Regions from separate parts of the Oryctolagus cuniculus genome. Here region 2 is linked to region 1. A link is a contact called in public Micro-C data. All regions are on one chromosome and are shown on one strand. Each heading gives the region's core, a stretch centred on a gene start, on an enhancer-like site or on the middle of the called end of the contact. The rest is flanking DNA. Distances are from core to core; before and after follow the strand shown.

Evidence for each region. A called contact is a pair of places that touch in the nucleus more often than the background predicts.
Region 2: a Micro-C map of ear pinna shows a contact between it and region 1, with 4 times the contacts expected there. The contact joins the enhancer-like site here to the promoter of NFKBIA in region 1. A contact is called at or near these places in 3 of 6 Hi-C or Micro-C datasets (ear pinna, psoas muscle and an unstated tissue).

Annotation. Positions count from the first base shown.
Region 1 is chr12:40,157,265-40,162,798 of mOryCun1.1, forward strand. It overlaps NFKBIA (NFKB inhibitor alpha), which reads left to right and starts at 2,446. Exons shown (of 6, transcript XM_002718142.5): 1 at 2,446-2,879; 2 at 3,465-3,573; 3 at 3,902-4,112; 4 at 4,366-4,454; 5 at 4,573-4,833; 6 at 5,113-5,534. The coding sequence starts at 2,653. The coding sequence ends at 5,160. It overlaps LOC138844627 (a long non-coding RNA gene), which reads right to left and starts at 5,117. Exons shown (of 3, transcript XR_011380751.1): 1 at 4,950-5,117.
Region 2 is chr12:40,196,742-40,202,206 of mOryCun1.1, forward strand. No RefSeq gene overlaps it. Among named protein-coding and RNA genes, the nearest start is that of NFKBIA, 40 kb to the left of the region's middle. Within about 2 kb of position 2,475, at least 7 of the 8 cell types and tissues checked have an H3K27ac peak or open chromatin away from gene starts, as enhancers often do. A contact at or near this core is called in ear pinna, where this site is marked.

The DNA of each region.
Region 1 (5,534 bases), core at 1,196-3,695:
CATTGCAGGTATTTGGGGAATGGACCAGTGGATGGAAGACCTTTCTCTCTATTTCTCCCTCTCTCTGTAACTCTTCCTCTCAAAAAAAATAAATCTCTTAAAAAAATAAAGTGGTTAAATTTAGCTAAAACATTATCCAATCAGAGGGTGAGAAATCTTTCTAAACCGAAAGACCCTTTCATTGTCTACTTCTGCCCAAAACGCTCATGGTTCTGGTCTCCAAGTACATTATGTCTCACCCAGGTTGTAATGTGCATTGACTTACACTGGTGAGGGAAACCTGTTGGTTCACATTATTCAAAACTATCTCCCAGGGTTGCAGGAAAACAGAAGGCACCTCCCTGGGAATCCCCACAGTATGGCCCAACCTCCCAGATGTTTCAACCCTGTGACCAATCAAGAAACACCACTAGGTGTCACACTAAACAATCAGGACCAAACAGCAGCAGTCCCCAAGGCTGTCAGGAACAGAAAACTTCAAGGGAGGCACAAAGAAAAATATTCCTGAAACACTCAGTACTGACTTTGTGCTTCTAAATAATGACTTTGACACCTGCAGCCCCAAACTTCTTCGGAAGTGACCTTTCTAAGTAGGGCCTTTAGAGTTAGACATTTCTGCACATTTTTTAGAGAGAGGACTGTTTGCCTTTTTTATCTAAAGCTGGAGTGGGAACTACTTTGAGTATATTCCAGATTATAGTGTATTCGGTCTCATTTTCACAGTGTGTTTCCAAAAATGTTGCTACTGCAATACTTTGGCTGAACCACTAATATACTGGGATAAGAAGGAGATAAACAGGGTCTATTTCTATGCATTTGAGCTTCTTTTTAGGAAAGTAAGACTTATACCTGCCTTACAAGATTCTTCCTGAGAACATCATGATGCACAAAATGCCAGAGTTCTTCCAAAGATGTACATGCCGTGGGATGTCTAAGGGCCTCAAAAAACAGAGCTAGAATTGCTTTCCTGGACAAGTGATACAGTTTCTAAGCTGGAAAAGAACTTAAATAGCCTTCAATCCAATCCCATTAGTATATAAAACAAGTACACTACAAAAAATATTTACTGACTTGTGCAGCCAGTGCGCAGTGACTTTGACCCTGGAACCGAGGCCTCCTGCCTGCATCACTGTGCGACCTTGCCTTGATAAACCCGTGTGTGCGGTTCCTAAGCCTGCAGACACTGCAGTCTCTACTGGGAAGTTCTCACTCTAACATGTGACCATTACTACTGAGGGGTTTATTTCTTGATTTTACTTTTTTGCCCTCATATTTTGTCCTAGTGACCCTATCCCCTATGTTCCATATGGGGGGAACAGGTGGAGATCCGAGGAGAGGCAAGGGTTGCTTTGTACCTGATCAGTAAGGCGAAGGTGATTGCCACAACCTCCAGAAACCTCTGCAGAGGCCCCTGGAGCTCATGCTCAAAGCCGATCAAAGCCGATTTGATTACCTGCACCAATTCCAGAAGTAGTTGAATTCAGCCCAGTCTGCCGCTTCGGGGGCCGGAGCATAACCTCTCTAAAGCCAGGGGATTCTCTCAAGAGTGGCACTGCAGGAATGGCTCCAGCTACTGCCCTCTCCCAGAGCACACGGGGGAGCCGCCTGGAACCTCCCGCGGGGGGCCTGGCAGTTACTCTTGGCCATCTTTCAGGCCCAATCCTGGGTAAGACACTAACTGCCACCCATTGGTCAGGCTCCTCCCAATGCTGAAAAATTGCTCAGCTGGGCACTCAGAAATAGGCTCAGGATCCATTTCCTGCAGCACAGACCATGAACTTCGTTACTGCAAGGTTACCTGCAACCCCTCCCACCAAGACGAACTCCTTGCTTAACAAAAAGCAAACCCTTGAGGCCCCACTGAGCGCTGACCCCTCGCAGGGCGAGATCTGTCCCTCCCCCAGCCGACAGGCCTGTTAGTCCCCAGGACGGGACTTGGTTTAAAACCCAGCTTCTCCCCGAGGGGGTCGGGACGCCAGGAGCGCTTGCACCCTACAGGGCCGGGAATCTGCGGGAACCCAGGGGCCGCCCGCGAACTGCACCCAACTCTGGGGAAGACAAACCCCCACGGCCAGCCACCGTTTCCACTCTTGCGCTTCCGCAAGATCCGAGAAAACGGAAAGGACCGGCTGGGCGGCAAACCCCAAAGAGGAACGGCCCGGCAGGTCTGTGTCCTCGGGATCCCTGCAGCAGACGACCCCGAGTGCAATCGGCCGTGGGAAACCCCAGGGAGAGAGGAGGGCCCTGCAGGGTCGGCCTGGCCGCGCGCGGTCCGCAGGGAAGCACCGGGGCGGCGGCGGCCGCCGGGCCCGGAGGACTTTCCAGCCACTCAGCGCGCAGCGAGAAGTTCCCTGGACATGACCCCGGTGGGTCATCCCAGGGAGTTTCTCCGATGAACCCCGGCTCGGAGTTTAGGCTGCCTTTTTTTTTCCCCTAGCAGAGGACCAAGCCAGTTCTCTTTTCTGGTCTGACTGGCTTGGAAATTCCCCGCGCCTGACCCCGCCCCCAGAGAAATTCCCCGCCAGCGTTTATAGGGCGGCGCGGCGGCGCTGCCGAGCCCACAACAGTCGCAGCGCGCCGCCCGCCAGGAGCCGGCGACAGGACGAGGACGCCAGCGCGCAGCCCGCGGCCGAGCACCTGGGGAGCAGCGCCATGTTTCAGCCGGCCGAGCACGCTCAGGACTGGGCCATGGAGGGGCCCCGGGACGCGCTGAAGAAGGAGCGCCTGCTGGACGACCGCCACGACAGCGGCCTGGACTCCATGAAGGACGAGGAGTACGAGCAGATGGTGAAGGAGCTGCGCGAGATCCGCCTGGAGCCGCAGGAGGCGCCGCGCGCCGCCGAGCCCTGGAGGCAGCAGCTCACGGAGGACGGAGACTCGTAAGTGTCGGGGGGCTGAGGGCCGCGGGCCGGGCGGGGGGCGGCCGGGCCTGCAGCGCGGGCCCCGGGGCTGCAGCACAGCCGGGCTGGAGGGGGGGGATGGCCGTGCAGCGCCGCCGAGTCTGCCGCAAAGCTGCGGGGCGGCCGCGCGCGGGCCGGGGCTCCTCTGGGGGCTCCTCGGGCCGGCGGGGAAGGGCGTGGACGGCCCCGTCCCCGCACACCCCGAACCCCGCAGCCCGGCGCTCGCGGCGGGGGGCGGCGCGGCGGCAGGGACGCCGAGTCCCGGGTTGCATAAGGCGGGCGGGCGGGCGGGCGCCGCGCGGCCGGCGGGGGAAGTACAGGGCGTTCCGGGCCGCCGGGAGGGCGGGGCGGCCTGGCCGGCGCCGCCGCGGGGGGGGCGGGGCCCGGAAAGTCCCTGGGCGCCTGCCAGGAACACTCAGCTCATAATAACCCCGCGGAAAACACCGCGGCCCCGGCTCCAGAAACCCCGGCCTTGCGCAATCCCCCGCAGGCCGCGCCTCCCCGGGGCCCCACGCAGTGCGCTCACCGCCCCTTGCGGGGGGTTTTCCCCTCTCTGGCCTGCAGGTTCCTCCACTTGGCCATCATCCATGAAGAGAAGGCATTGACCATGGAAGTGATTCGCCAGGTGAAGGGAGACCTGGCCTTCCTCAACTTCCAGAACAACCTGCAGCAGGTGCGCCTGTCGTCCCCAGCCCTGTGCCCTCTGTGACCTCGGGATGCAGTCGATGTGGCACAGTCCTCCCCACCCCTAGCTCTCTGAAAGAACAGCCACAGGTCCTTACCTGCCCTGGCCTTTCACATTCCAATAAGCCGGTCTCCTGCAGAGTTAAAAGCCCACGGATTGGGTGAGGTCTTTGCGACCCACCCGGGGCCCTGGTCTTTGGCCCCCTGTCCCTGTCTGGGAGGAGCAGCACCCACCCCCGGGAGATGTCTGCGGCTCAGGGGCACTCGGAGGACGACTTTGCGCCGAGGCTTATCTGTGCTCGCTCTCCCACTCGTAGACGCCGCTCCACTTGGCTGTCATCACTAGCCAGCCAGAAATTGCTGAGGCACTGCTGGAAGCTGGCTGTGATCCTGAGCTGCGGGACTTTCGAGGAAACACTCCGCTGCACCTTGCCTGCGAGCAGGGCTGCCTGGCCAGCGTGGGCGTCCTCAAGCAGACCTGCACGGCCCAGCACCTGCACTCCATTCTGCAGGCCATCAACTACAACGGTACGCTGTGCTGTCCCAGGCGGGCGGCGCGGGGGAGGCGGGCTGGCCTAAGGCGTGCAGGGCAGAGCTTAAACTCCCAGCTTGTGAAAGCAGGAGGAAATGAGTATCAAGCGCCTGTCTCAGGCTGCTGGAATGTTCATTCAGAACCCAGATTCGGGCTCCTTAGAATTCAGGGGCCACATGTGCTTGTCCCATGAGTGACTAGGGGGACGGTGAAACAGGTGGTGATGCTCTCTTCCTTCTGTCCGTCTAGGCCACACGTGTCTGCACCTGGCTTCCATCCACGGCTACCTGGGCATTGTGGAGCTGTTGGTGTCCTGGGGTGCTGATGTCAACGCCCAGGTGAGTGCCTCACGAGCCAGGTGGAGTGCTGCTCTTTGCCAGCAACATGTCAGCCACACTGGCTGCACGCAGGAATGCCAGACGCCTCCTAAGCATCTCACACTCCTCTTGGCTCTAGGAACCCTGCAATGGGCGCACGGCCCTCCACCTCGCCGTGGACCTGCAGAATCCGGACCTGGTGTCGCTCTTGTTGAAGTGCGGGGCCGATGTCAACCGGGTCACCTACCAGGGCTACTCCCCGTACCAACTCACATGGGGCCGCCCCAGCACCCGGATCCAGCAGCAGCTGGGCCAGCTGACCTTGGAGAACCTCCAGAGGTTGCCCGAGAGTGAGGACGAGGAGAGCTGTGACACGGAGTCGGACGGCACGGAGGACGAGGTGAGCCCCATCCCCTACCCTGCCAGGCCCCTTCCCTTGAGCAGCCCTGGGATATTGGATAGAGCTCTCCGACTGTATAGAACCCCCCCCCCCCAATAAAAATAAAAGTAGCTTACCCTTCTTTAAGCAGCAAATCCTTCAAGGGAAATGCACTCAGCCTGTCAAGTTCATTGCACGGCGGGTGGGGGGATCGGAGCTGCAGTCGCAGCCAGGGCCCTGGCCTGCGGCCTGCAGCCCCGGGCTGGGCCTTGGAGGTTTACTCTCCTCTTCTTCTTCCAGCTGCCCTATGATGACTGCGTGTTCGGAGGCCAGCGCCTGACCTTGTGAGCACCAGGCGCCTGGAAAGCACGTGGACTTGTATATTTGTACAAAAAGAGAGTTTTATTTTTCTAAAAAAAAAAAAAGGAAAAAGGAAAAAAAATGCCAGGGGTGTCTTCCCGGCCCGAAGCGCTCAACTGTGGTGGATTGGCCCGCGTTCGGCTGTTTTTGTGAACTGTGCCTCGGGGAGAAGAAAGATTAGAATCCAGAGGAAAAACACCGCTTACACTTCGTTCTGGTGGGGGCTTTGGGGACGATTATCCAAAATCTCGTGAAAGGACCACGTTTTATTTATTTTGCTCCTGGTAGATCACCTGGACCTGGTGGCCAATCCTGGGGGGATCCTGTGACCCCGAACAACCCCGTGTGTGGTCAGGCCTCTC
Region 2 (5,465 bases), core at 1,225-3,724, 40 kb after region 1:
TTTACTTCCAATCCAGCTCCCTGCTAATGCACCTGGGAAAGCAGCAGAAGTACTTGGGCTCTTGCACCCACATGGGAGACCATGATGGAGTTCCAGACTCCTGGATATATACTCCTTGGGTATTGCAGCCATTTGAGGAGTGAACCAGCAGATGGAAGATCTCTCTCTCTCTCTCTCCCTCTGCTCTTTATAATTTTGCCTTTTAAACAACTAAACAAATCTTTCAAAAAGATTTTTAAATGACCAAAAAGCCATTTTAATGGTTGCCCATGGGGAGAATTGGGGTTTGAGAAAGAGAGGGAGAGAGACTTTTTACCGTACTTCTTTATGTACCCAACGCAACCTTTAAAGAAAAAGTAAATAAAATTAAAAAAATAAGAAGCCATAAAGTGATAAGGCGAAGGACAAGCTAAGCATTGTTCCACCAGGAGCAGCAGGCAGTATGGGGTAGTGGCAGCTGTTTACAAAGAGACCGTGGAGAGGGCTGTAAAAGGGATAGGATCAGCACAGGGGGTTGCGGCAATGCCAGCTCTGCTTACGGGCATTCAGGCCAGCGCCTGTGACCCGCCTTCCAGCGTCACAGCTCAGCTGGGGCAACCTTTCACAAGGACATCAGGGTGCCCACTTGCCGCCCCTCCCCCTCTGTCATCTCCTTCTGGGCTCCTGATCAGCTTGTCCCTGCACCCAGAGCAGGGTGGGGGGAAGGGTGAGGAGGGGACCTGGGAGGTAACAGATGACCCCCGATCCAGCGTGAGGTTCTGTCCCCTCGTCAGGGACTGATGGGAGACACTGGGTATTTCCTTACAGTCCCCAGGACTTCTCCCAGTAGGCAGACCCTAGCCAGAACCTTCCTGCAAACACATTTCTGTATCCCTTTAGGTATTTCCAGGAAACCCACTGGATGATTTCTCAGCCACCTGAGACCACAGGGATAAACCAAATTTGGAAGGGCTGAGATAGTCCTAGAACTAAAGATTCTATATCCCTGGCTCCTTCTGAACAGGACCTAAGGGAGGGGAAGACATGCCACAAAGGAAGTGACTGCTCTTCCAATCACGCACACAGAAAGGCATGCTGGGAAAGAGGCCAACGGGCCACACACCAGAAGCTTCTGATTCCTGTCTGCCCAGCCAGTGCTGGCCAGAAGGCGTCTTCAGTAGCAAGGATGTTGACTGGGTGGTCAGCTGTGCTCCCAACGTGACTCGCCTGGCGTACGACGCCTGTGAGCCCCACGCTGCTCCTCAATAACGTTCGTCTCTGTGTAAAAGCAGGGGTGGTGCCTGGCTTGAAGCAGCCTCCGGGGGCAGATGACCCTGCTCAGGATCAAGCAGCTGTGCTCCAGTGGCTCTCCTGATCCTGTGCTCTGCACTTGCTCCCGGCAGGGAGACTAGGGCTGGGCCACAGCCTCAAACACACATTGGCGTTCCCTTCTTCCCGTGCAAGTTCATGGAGCTTCGACTACGTCTCAAGCACTGTGCTGGGCGGGGGAGATAATGACGAGCGAACCAGAAAACAGCCTGCTGACATCGGGATGCTCACAGGGTCGAGGGTGCAGGCTGGAAAGAGGTGGGGTGAGCACCGGGGAGGAGGAGGAGGCTGCTGGCTCCTCCTACCTCAGGAGACTTGAAAATCCAGCCTGAGTGTGCTGTGGTGCCTTGGTCACCAAGATGTCCTTAACACCCCCAGCTGTCCTTGACAGTGAGGGAGGGCTGCTGCTGCAGTCCAGGGCATGGCCGCAGATGTCACAGCTACGGGCCAGCACTTCTTACCTGGCAGGCACTGGCGGCTTAGGATGTGAGGGCCGGTTGCCGAGGAAGAAGGTGACATTGCTGGAGCTCAGGCCTCCGCGTAACCCTGGCTCTGTCCACCTTCCCAACTTTCAGCAGAAGCTGGGTTCCCTCCCTCCAGGGCGAAGAAGATGCATTGGCTGGGTTGGCTCCCTGTGGCCACAGGAGCCCAGGATCAGCCATGAGTGGGCGGGAGCCAGGAAGTGCGTGGGGAGTGGGGCCATGGCCAGTGGAAGCTTTTGGGCATGCATGGGTGTGTGGAGGCCCTTGAAGTCCGGGGCGGGCGTGTTCCTCAAAAGCAAAACCACTTGAAACATATCTTCCGGGACAGCTGAGGCCCTGTGGCCAGCCCCCAGCAGCCCGAGAGGCGCTGTGGAAACCCCCAGCCTGCAAGGGCAGCTGCTGATTAGAGGTGAGCCACCCCGTGGGCTCACTGGACCTAGGATGGCTGACGGCAAGGGGCTGAAGGAGGGTGGAGGCCCAAGGGGTTGACAAAGGGTCACCCTGAGCTCCAAGCTCAGGGCGCTCCACCTTGGCCCTGCCCGCTGTTTCTCCTGTTCTTGCCTCCTGCTTGAGGTGAACAGAAGGTGGGAGGTTTCACTGCGCCTGGAGCCTGGAGCCGCCAGCAGGCGGTGGAGGGCAGGGGCCCTGGCCAGCACACAGTGTCGCCTCTGTGGGAGCTGCGGCGGGCTAATTATACTCAGCTGGCAGCCCGGGGCCCTGGGAGTTTCCCAGCTCGCTGTGGGGAGGTGTGGGGAGAGAGGGGCGGGGACCAGGCGGTGGGGAGGGGAGGAGCCAGGGCCAGGCCCTTCGGAGCAGCCTGGCGAGCAGCCTGGCAGGCAGCCCGGCCTGGGCCTGTGACTGGCTCCCTGCAGGAACTTACTCAGAATCCAGGACCCAGCGTCCTGCTACGCGGAGTGAGTTGTCCAAGCTTCAGCCGCTGGGTTGTGATGGAGCCGGAAAGGCACGGAACGCTCTGGCAAGGCCCCCGAGAAGGGGTCGGTGGAGAATGGACGGTGTCTGCCTTGCCTTTTTCCCTGCAGATCTTGGGGACTTTCCACACAGGTGTGGGCTGAGGCGCGAGTGGGGGCTGACCCAGCCTGGGCTGGACTGTGTCCGTTTCTCTAACTAACACTAAGAGCGGTGCAGGCTGGTAGCTGGGGCTGGCCAAGGTGGGGCAGCTCCCCAGAGATGAGCCCTGTGCACTGAGGTAGCAGTTGGCCTGGGCTACCCTAGGCCTGGGCCATGGGTCTGAAGGAAAAAGACACGAGCAAAACATTTAGACCTGGCATGTGAGCGCCTCGGGCAGCTGATGACTTCTCAGCCCAGCGGTGACTACCAGGGCTGCAGAGCAAGGCCAGAGCGCCTTCCCCCTCCCGAGGCCCTTTGCTTGCACTCTGGCCTGCCCGTGGTCTAACTGCCACTGTGGCCCAGTCACCCCCCACCAAACCAGTCACATTCCACCCCAAGTGGCTTGAGTCATGCAGAATTGGGACGAGGTGTGAGCCTGGGGAAGTGGAGCAGGGAGTTGTTGGGGTACCTGAATTGGGACTGGAAAATACAGCCCGTGCAGGTAAACCACCCGTCAGATGACTGGGCTGGGGCAAGCCAGTGGAATTTCACACCTGCCCTAACGACCTAACAACAGCAAATCCAGACGCTTAAAGCCCCATTCACTCAGTCAGCAACCTCTGCGGATACCACCTGGTGCCCCTCAGCACAGTCTGGAGAGCCAGTGGGGACGCACCACGGTCCCTTCCGGTGGGCAAGACACAGGAAAGGCAAGGAAAGAGACAGGAGCCTGGCAAATTGCGACAGGCACCAGGAGGAAGAGCCAGGCAGCAGCAGAGGGCCTACTTCAAGTGACAGAGCTTGTCTTCCTCCGCTCACAGCAGAAACAATAGAAAACCCGCCCCAACCTATGTCAAAGGAAAAACAAGCCGTAGCCTACACTGAGACCACAGAGCTAAAATAAGAACCAACTTCCCTGCACAGCTACTTAGAGCCGCTGCTGTCGCTGGGGTGGGGGGTGGGGGGAGGCAGGCGGGGTGAGGGGGGTGGACTTGGCGTGCTGACAGACGTGAGGGCCGTGACCACCGAGACAGACGTGCAGCCAGCTGTGCCAGCTCCCGGGCAGCACGGGAGGGCGGCGGCAACTGCTCCCTGGGAGTGGCAGGGTCGTTTTTCGCATGGAGAAGGCGGAGGAACTGAGGTTGGTTTTGGAAGATGAATCCGAGTTTGCCAGGGGAAGGCCCACGTGGCACAGAGGTGCAGAGGAGGGGCGGAGAGGAACCTGGAAACCAGGAGGCACTGGAATGGGGTGCAGCGAGCACCCTGAGGGGAGAAGCCTCGGAGTGGGCTGAGGAGAGGAGCCGGTGCCTGGCGTGTGGGAGGGTGGCCCGCAGCTCTCACAGGGAGGAGGCCAGCCCCCTGCAGCAGCTCCTCCTCCTTCGCAGCTCCCTTGGGGTTTTCCCACACTGATACCTGGCCAGCTGGCTTTATGGCTTTACCAGGGAGGCTGCTACTCCTCAGGCCAGGTCACCCTGTCCCTCTGTGGAGACCACCAGGACACTGAGAAATACTGCTGCCAGGTGGCCATTAACACCGCAGCCCAGCAGTCAGGTGCAGGCGTCTGGACTGGCTAAGCCGCCACTTGGGTTGCCAGCATCCCATACAGGAGTACCTGGGTTCAAGTGCCGGGCTTGCTCTCCATTCCAGTTTCCTGTTCACGTGCACCCTGGGAGGCAGCAGGTGATGGCTCAAGTGGTTGGGGCCTGCTGCCCACACGGGAGGTCCAGAAGGAGTGCCCTGCTCCTGGCTCTGGCCTGGTCCAGCCCCAGCTGTTGTGGGCATTTGGGGAATGAACCAGCAGATGGGAGCTCTTTCTCTGTCTTGTGTCGTTCTTTCTCTCTCTCTGCCTTCCAAATAAAACAAGTCAAATTAAAATTAAAAACAAAGAGAACTGGGGGTGAGGCAGTTGTCTAGAGACGAGGAGACAGAGGCTTTGTACAGAGTTCTCTGGTCTGAGTGGCCTGACTGCGCAGGGCGATGATTCTGAAATGTGGGCTTCAAGAGGTATCTGGGGGCCGAGGGCCCTGTTAGCAGGAGTCCTCCCTCGTCCTTTGTCTCCCCTGAGATTAGAATGCCTGCGGTGGGGTCAGGAATGTGCAGTTTTGAGCAGCACCCAGAGCCCCGGCAAGCTGGGCCACGAGGCCTGAGCTACCAGAAAGACTGGGAAGCCTCAGAAGCAGCTCTCTCCCTGGCGTCTCCGCTTTCACCATCTGTGTTCCAACGGCTGAAACAAAGGCCACTCCGGAGTCTGAAGCCTCTCCCTCAAATTAGCAATAATATTTTTCCACCAGAAAAGAAGCAAACACGAGCATTTGTGGTGGCCAAGGAACTGGGAATCCAAGGCTGAAATGCACTCTGCCTACCTCGTCCTTGGTCTCAGCACTATAGCTCGTGGGATGAAGTCAGCAGACAAAGACGGATATTCCAGAAGGCTTGAACCCATCAGGCAATAGAGTGCTCGCGGCTGCTGACAACCCGCAGGTTCACGTTCGCTGCCTACCCCGCGGCTGTAAGGCGGCAGAAGGCAGCAGGAAGGGCTGAGCCCTCTGGTCAGGGAGGAAGATCAGAATAGGATGCCAAGGGCTGAGGAAGACCTCAGGAAGGTCA